Linked DNA regions of Mus musculus: regions 2 and 3 are each linked to region 1. The links are chromatin contacts, called in public Hi-C and HiChIP or PLAC-seq maps. All regions are on one chromosome and are shown on one strand. The core of a region is the stretch at or near the end of the contact, and the rest is flanking DNA. Distances in the headings are between cores, read along the strand shown. Region 1 has its middle 17 kb from the start of Gm40112. Region 2 holds the start of Slc22a15 (solute carrier family 22 (organic anion/cation transporter), member 15). Region 3 has its middle 29 kb from the start of Slc22a15.

Region 1 (2,617 bases), core at 66-2,565:
ATTTAGAGAATTATTTACACCTATTATATTTTAAACTGGACAGTACCTCAGCAGCTCAGCAGTGATGCAATCGATACTCAATGTTCTTACCACAAGCTTAACCAAATGTTAATATTCTACCAGATTTAGTTCAAATATTTATTTAAGGAAATAAAGTGTTGCAAATTCAGCTATAACCATCTCCCCTAACCCTAACCTCCCACCTTGTAGCCATTTACCCCCTGAAGTGTCACCTTCTGTAACACTGTGATATATTCACAAACAACACACAGTAGGTATGTTTATTTTTAAGTGGTTAAAACCGAAATCCCATTTTTTTCAACTTAGCTTTCTTTAAACTTAACTATATATTTTTTTGAGATTTATTCGTGTTAATAAGTCACTTGTAGTTCATTCATTGTATTCTTTTTTTGTATGTAGAATATGTGTCATGCACATGTTATGTACATGACAGGGTGTTTGTACATACGTGTGGAGGTAAGGAGTTGACATTGGGTATTGACCTCCATCATTCTCCACCGTAGCTTCAAACCAGGTTTCTCACTGAACCTGGAGCTCGCTGATGCGGCTGGCTAATGAGCCTCAGCGATGTTTGTGTCTTTATTTTTTCCAGGGCTAGGTTATAGGTATAAGCCACCACTCCTGGCTTTTCTCACGGGTGCTGGAGATCTGAATTCAAGGGCCCACACTGATTTGAAGGCCTCATGGTCAGACAGCAAGCGCTTCTCCCCAGCCCCACCAACAGCTCCTCATAAGACCACACTACGCTTTAGTGCACGCCTGTGTTGGTGGATGTTTTGGTTGTTCCAGGTCTCTTCATTTTTCTCTCTTGACCCCCCCTTCCTTTCCTCTTCCATTCTAAATTCCATCATTATTGTTACAGATTCTATGTTAGGCATCCTCAGATCGGATTACATCGCTTCTGAGATTCACACCTGGAAGAGGAACGCCCATCTTCAACTCTACTAAGAATGCTACTTCATCCCCTAGACGGGTTGTACCAATTTACAAAGTCTGCATAAGCCAGGGATATCGAAAGCCTTTTTGTGTCTGCTCCAAAGGGAGTCGAACCTCAAAGGCACTGATTCAGGGGTCCAGGGAGGCTGTAGTGAAAGATCCCTGTTTACTGTTACTGAGACTTCAACGACAGAGAGCACCGATTTTTTGTTCAGGCAGAAATGTTCCAATTCACCTTTCCCCTGGTGGTATATCACTGTATTCATGCTGAATCCACCCAGGGCTGCTATGCAAAGAGGAGAGGAGACTTGCCTGTCCCAGCTCCCTGCAGGGCTGAGGCTGACAAGCCAGCTGGTGCTGTGTGCCAAGCAGCTTGGCAGTGAGCAATTCAGCTGGTTCCTGGGACAGGAGGCAGCAGTGACTGATCACAGAACTGAACATCTTCAGAGCTCTTTTACTCTATAAATATAGTCTTTGCAGAAAGCAGTGAAGATGGCGAAGCTTCCGGCCAACAGCAAACACAGCAAGAGAGGCTAGGGTGTGGCGTGTGAGCTTCGGAGTCAGGAGTTGATCAGGGGGGCTGGTCACCTGTGACGTCATTCTCCAGATTGCAACTCTGTGTGAACAAACACTTCAGTTTGTGTTACAGTTTGGGGGAGTGTTTGTTTTTTAAGAGACAGAGCACAAAATTATGAATTCTAAACTAGGGTCTTGGTAAACTGTCTCTGCTTTGGTGACTCTGAGGGAGGGACAAGAGGCTCAGGGTGTCTGGGAGGGCACTGTCAGTGTCTCCTCAATGGCTGGGCACTATGAATTCAGTGTTGTAGAAGAGTGAGAGTGGAGATAGAAGCTGGGTACTAGAGATGCCCAAAACCAATGAGAGGATGTGTGTTGGAGGGTGTTTGTGTACGTGCACAAAGGAGGGAAACAGGGTAGTGAGAAGCTTGGCAGCCAGTGGTGTAAAGATGAGAAGAACTAGGAACGGTGTTGGGGAGGTGGTTTTGGAGATGGTCCCATAGACTCCACTAGATGCTCAGCCCCTAGTTAGAACTAATTACTAGCTGCTGCTGGTCAGTGATGGATGGGGCAGAGGTGTACTGCGGGTTAGGAAGGACGGGTACGTGCATAACCCCGTGCTCTCTCCCCTGCTTTACACAGGGATGAGTTTAACTGACGAGTGACTGAAACAAACCATGTACCTCTTAAACATCAGTGTGTCTGCATAGAAGACGTCAGGCACTTAGAGAATAAAGTGTTAAAGGATCAAGGTCCTCCCTCACCCTCGGGAACTGGGGGTAGGGGGTTGTCAACAAACTGTCCCTATGAGTTGCAGTAAATAAGGGGGGGAGGAAAAGGGCCTTCTGGAAACCTACTTCAAAGGACAGAGCCATCTTCCAGATGGGCAGTTCCATGGGTCGAACTTGCCTTCCAATCAGAGAGGGGCCCTTGCTTTCAGAATCAAAGTCGGGGACATAGTCTAACACGGTAACAGAATACTTGAAACGCCAGCTTTCCAGGAGCACCGGATTCTGAGTCGGGAGGTCGCTGTGGGGAGGTTGAGTCTCTTCAGAAAACATTGAAGAGGAACAGAAGAAGCGGCTTTCTGGAGAAGCTCGGCTGAGCACATTGATAGACACATTTCTAGTTTCCTCTTGGAACC
Region 2 (2,617 bases), core at 76-2,575, 750 kb after region 1:
GTCTGTGCTGCCTCTATGGCTGCTGCCACCACCACTGGCTTAAGCACTTCCAATTCATCTTTTGTGGCCACCACACTGGCTGCTTCCAACCCTGCCATAGTCAACATTGTATCATTTTATTACAATAATTAGGTAGATGACCACTAAAGGGCAGTTATAAACAGCAGACATAATTAATGGGAAATTGTGGAAGCACAACAAGAATGCTTGCAAGACAAGGGGACCTCCTGGTCATCCATTATACTCTGTATTATATTCAGGGGATGGTTCGTTTTAACGATCAAAACCTAGCCTCGGCTGGGAAGGAAGTTCCCATTCACTCAGTGAGGAGCAGTCTAGAGTAGGTTGGCCCTGGACATGCTTCTGAGGGAATTTGTTTAAAAACTGGGTTGTTAGAAAGCCCCCCCCCCCCATATGTGTGAGGCCATTTCATAGGTTGGGCCCTAGTCTGAACGAATGAGTGAGGGAACTAGCTGATCACTGGTGAGCGCATCCATCACATCACTGCCCTCTGTTCTTGTCTGTGGATGCCATGTTACTAGCTGCTTAAGTTCCTGGTGCCTCGACTTCCCAGCAATGATGGGCTCTGAGAGAAACTGTGAGCCAAATAAACTCCACCCCCCCCCCCGCCCCCAAGTTTCTTCTGTCATGCTATTATCACACCAACAGAAAGCAAAGGTAAACTTAGCGATAGTTTAGATTAGTAGTTCTCAACCTTCCTAATGCAGTGACTCTCTAACACAGTTCCTCGTGTTGTGGTGACCCCCTAACCATAAAAATAATTTTTTGTTATTGCATAACTGTAATCTTGCTACTGTTATGAATTGTAATGTAAATATCTGATATCTGACCCTTGTGAAAGGGTCTTTGGTCCTGACCCACATGTTGAGATATGCTGGTTTAGATACTTGCAATAGTTTAAAAACAAAACAGGATTAGGTGTGGGGCCACTAGTAATCTGTCCCCACACTTCTTCAGCCCTGTGCCAAACTCCATTGACAGACCTTGGCAACCATGACCCCCTGCCCTTGTCCCTTGTCCCTTGTCCGTGGGCCTAGTGGGCACTACTAAGTGGATGTCTCGAGGCGCGGAGCTTACATCTGACCCTGTGTACCTAAAGCAAGACAAAGGAGGAAGGGGACAGATGCCTCCCGGCCCTCTTCTCGGAAGGCTCTAGAGCTCTGAGCGCCCCCGCATTCCACCGCTTTGTGCGAAGGGGCGAACCCCGCGGGACACGGCGTGGAGCTGCCGGCCCCTCCCGTGAGTCGCCCTGGCCGCCCGCGCCGCACCCACTTCCTCTTTCCCTTCCGCGCGCCAGCCAACCGCTCGCCAAAAATTCCTGTCACTTCTGACAGGAAGCGGGGAGGCCGCGCCGGGGCGACCAGCATCGCATCTCCGCCGCGACCCCGGACCCGGTCGTCTGCAGGGTCCCGCCTGCGCCTGGGCCCCAGCCCCGCCCGGTTCTCCACCCCCGGCTCGGCCCAGTCCTCTGTCCCCGCCTCGGCCGCGGTCCGCCCGGTCCTCCTTCCCGGTCCCTGCCGCTCGGCCCTCCGTCCCCGCCCGGCTCAGTCCTCGGTCGCTCCGTCGCCCGATCTTCAGCCACCGCGCAGCCAGGTCCTCCGTCGCGGTGGCGGCCGGGTCCTCGGGCGCGAGCCCGCCATGGAGGTGGAGGAGGCGTTCCAGGCGGTGGGCGAGATGGGCCTCTATCAGATGTACTTGTGCTTCCTGCTGGCTGTGCTGCTGCAGGTGAGTCCCCGGCTCCCCGCGGCCCCCGGGGCGCTCTCAGCTCAGGCTGGCCCCAGGTGTGGCGCGAGAGCGCAGGGAGGGAGGGGGCGGGCGGGCGCCGCGCGGTGGCGGGCCAGCCACTGAGCTCTCCCAGGCTGTCACCCAGAGCCTGGCACTGACACTTCGCCACCAGAGCTAGTTGAAAGATGAAACCCATTACCCGGGATCAAAAGGATTCGGCACCCTAACCCCTTACAGAGTGAGACAGAGAAAGCATGGACAACCTGCCCACAAAAGATCAGGTCTAGCTAGTATGGCCTCCTTCAGCCCTCTCTGAGATTGAGGGAGGCTTCCTATTAAAGGGGCTTTCCATCCACGGGAATTTATTTCTCTCTAGTTAAAGTTCTACTGGGTTATTAAGCTCCGAGGCCAGCTTTGGTCTAGGGAAATGATACCATCCACACAGTGTGGTTCATTGTATTGAATTCTCAGAAACCAGCTGCACACCTCAACCTAAAACTCTTGATTTTAGGAGTCCTTGGGCTCTTTAAGAGGTTCATTCTTGTAGTCCTAGCACTATGGAAACTGAGGCAGGAGAAGGATGGCTCTTCTTCTAGGCAAATTCAAAGCCAGCCTGAGCAGCTCAGATTGTCCCTAGGAAGCAGGTCAGTCAGTGGTAAAGCCCTAGATGTGCAAGGCTCTGGGTTTGATCCCTACCACCAGGGCCAGAAAATGAAGCTAGCTCCCTGTCCCGGAGGCTTGCAATCCTGGGATGAAGTGGTCTGTGACACTGACACTGTGAGGCTGACAGCTGAGCTAAGTAAGTTAAGGTATTATTGCAAGGGAAGTACTGGCTGGCCGCGGTTATAACCAGAGCCCACAAGTTGCTTCA
Region 3 (2,617 bases), core at 30-2,529, 720 kb after region 1:
GGAGTAATCCATTGAACATGAAGGTGGTACTTCATCTAGCTGAGTGGTTCCATAGCTACAGTACTACATGAGACCTGGAATACAATCCTTAGCACCACAAAAAAGTAAATAAAAATAAATAAATAATAAATATATTTTTTAATGAGGGCTGGAGAATGGCTCAGAAATTGTGAGCATTGGCTGCTCCTCCAAGTGAATACAAGTTCAATTCCCAGCACCCACATGGCAGCTCACAAACATCTGCAACTCCACTTTTATAGTATCTGACACCCTCTTCTGACCTCCGTGGGTACTGTATGCCCATGGTACACAGACGTACATGCAGGAAAGAGCACAACACACAAAAATCAATCAATCAATCAATCAATCAATCAATCAATCAATCAGCCAAACAATCAATCAATTTAAAACAAATTAAAATGACTTAAATCCTAAAAAGTTTAAATCAGGAATTGATGGAAGGCAGTCTATAGGCTCTTTCTAATGACCCTGTCTTCTACTGCTAGGCAGTCTTCCCTCACAGTGCCAAGGTGGCCGTCATATCAACTGGAATCCATGAGTGAGGAAAAGAACCAACAGCAGTGAAAATCTGTTTGGGTTCCAGCAGTTCCCTGTGGTAGCACCGTGTGTTGTGCTGTGCTGGCCAGGGTGTGAGCTGCTGGGATATGCAGCAGCAGCAGCAGCAGCAGCAGCAGCTCCCTTAGATCATCTGAGCTATGGCGCTCAGATCCTGGGAAGTGAGAGAGGAGCAGGAAGGACCCAGGAGTCCTGATAGAGTTTAGAGAACCCCAAATCTCTATGCAGCACTTCATTTTAATATCAACCTCTCGGTTATATTCAAGCCTACAAATCCTGAACTATGATCAGGGACACGGGCATAGATGAGTAGCATTTTCAGAGTATTTTTTTGTGATGGTGATGGTTTTAGTGTTGTTGATGATAGTGTGTGTGTGTGTGTGTGTGTGTGTGTGTGTGTGTGTGGTATGTCTGTGTATGTATCTGTGAGTGTGTGTATGTGCATCTGTGTGTTATGGAGCATGTTGTGGGTGTGTAGGTATATGCACCCATGCACACATATACAAAGGGCAAAGCAGGACGTTGGCTGTCCTGGATCACCTCCACATTATTGCCTTGAGACAGACGTTCTCACTGAATCAGAAGCTCGGCTTATAGCCAGGCTGGCCAGCCAGTGAGCTCGTGGGATTTGCTTTTCTCTGCTCCCCAGTGCTGGTGTCAGAGACACACAAAGCCACAGCCAGCTTTTTCTGTGGGTGCTGGGGACTTGGACTCAGGTTGGCACACTTACAAAGCACCTGCTCTTTTCCGTTCAGCCATCTCCCTGGCCACTTATTGACTTCTTCACGTGAGCCAGGAACTGGGACAAGGCCTTTGGTATGACCTGCCTGTGCTATAAAGATGAACATGTCCGTGTGGAGATCACCAGCCTCCTACAAAGACCTGGAGTTTTTCCAACAAACAGGCTTAACTTCCCCCCTTACTTCTGCTAGCATAAATTAAGGCCGTAGATTGTATTCTATAAAGTCTGTACACTGCTGTTCACCACTGTAGAAGTCGGTATCAAAGGTATCGATCTTGGAGTCCATCCAGAGGACTCTGCTTTGGAAGAGCCGTAAAGATATTCATCATTTTTTTAAAATGTAGAGTAAAGTCACAGGTCCAAGAGCTGAGGGTTACCTTTAAAGAGTGGTTCCAGGCAATGGACACATTTTAACCAAGCTGCCCCTGGCCTGCACTGGGATCATTTACTGGGCTTGTCCATCTCCAGGCTCCCTAAGAGCAGCACCCACCTCTATCTAGACCTTGTACCTGGGGCATACATGGTTTACACTAATTCCTATAATGGAAATGCAATGAACAACGTGCCTGGGCCACCGACTTGGAGTGACCCGTGGCTTGAGCAGCCTCTCTCCGAGCTGTGCCTCACAGAGAGCTCTTATGGAAGCTGGGCATTGGGGATGCTCTCGGTGAAGCCAAAGACCAAGCTGAAGGGATGGAAACTGGGATCCAAGCACTGAAACATCCCAGGAAAGCTTACATACACTCTGTAAAATGGAGACCGGAATGCAGATGCCCTCTGGACAAGCCACAGACAAATGCAGGTGCTAAAGAGCAGAGCATGACTATTTCATGTTAAAACCCAGGCTTTTCTAACCTCTTTGCTCCCCTCTGTGGATGAAGACAGAACTGAGAGCAGCTTTCACTCTGTAAATGCCAAAGCAGGAACAAAGAGCCTTCTCTTTTCTTTTACAATTTCATTATTATACTCTAAGTGTCTCATGAACTTTCTTGTTAAAAATATTTTAATAGATATTATTTTTATATGTGTCAATTATATAATATAAATAATATAATATGTATATTTTGTATTATAATAATACATTATATATTCTATACATATATGCTGATTCAAAACCTTCCATACTTAAGTCTAAGGTATTCCAAATGCACACTGGGTCTCCTCCCTCTAAAATTCCAAGCCAGGTCTGAAGGGTAAAGTGGAGTAGCAGCCATCTTACTGTAGCTTAACTAATGACTCCCTCTGTACTGGAATCTCCCACAGACAAAAGCAAGGCCAGCTAGGCAAGAGGTATGGAAA

What was found. A called contact is a pair of places that touch in the nucleus more often than the background predicts. HiChIP or PLAC-seq counts read pairs in DNA pulled down with a chosen protein or histone mark.
Region 2: a contact with region 1 is called in a FOXA1 HiChIP or PLAC-seq map of pancreatic cancer cells. The contact joins the promoter of Slc22a15 here to the enhancer-like site in region 1. A contact is called at or near these places in 5 of 39 promoter capture datasets (embryonic stem cells, hippocampal neurons, liver and 2 more), 1 of 484 Hi-C or Micro-C datasets (liver), 5 of 115 datasets of contacts at active chromatin or transcription factors (acute myeloid leukemia, bone marrow-derived macrophages, extraembryonic endoderm stem cells and 2 more) and 1 of 9 other capture datasets (embryonic stem cells).
Region 3: a Hi-C map of liver shows a contact between it and region 1, with 5 times the contacts expected there. The contact joins two enhancer-like sites. A contact is called at or near these places in 3 of 484 Hi-C or Micro-C datasets (all in liver), 1 of 115 datasets of contacts at active chromatin or transcription factors (pancreatic cancer cells) and 1 of 9 other capture datasets (embryonic stem cells).

What each region holds. Positions count from the first base shown.
Region 1 is chr3:102,676,044-102,678,660 of GRCm38.p6, reverse strand. No RefSeq gene overlaps it. Among named protein-coding and RNA genes, the nearest start is that of Gm40112, 17 kb to the left of the region's middle. Within about 2 kb of position 1,315, at least 72 of the 459 cell types and tissues checked have an H3K27ac peak or open chromatin away from gene starts, as enhancers often do. A contact at or near this core is called in hippocampal neurons, liver and pancreatic cancer cells, where this site is marked.
Region 2 is chr3:101,923,161-101,925,777 of GRCm38.p6, reverse strand. It overlaps Slc22a15 (solute carrier family 22 (organic anion/cation transporter), member 15), which reads left to right and starts at 1,325. Exons shown (of 12, transcript NM_001039371.2): 1 at 1,325-1,746. The coding sequence starts at 1,660.
Region 3 is chr3:101,952,328-101,954,944 of GRCm38.p6, reverse strand. No RefSeq gene overlaps it. Among named protein-coding and RNA genes, the nearest start is that of Slc22a15, 29 kb to the right of the region's middle. Within about 2 kb of position 1,279, at least 6 of the 459 cell types and tissues checked have an H3K27ac peak or open chromatin away from gene starts, as enhancers often do. A contact at or near this core is called in liver, where this site is marked.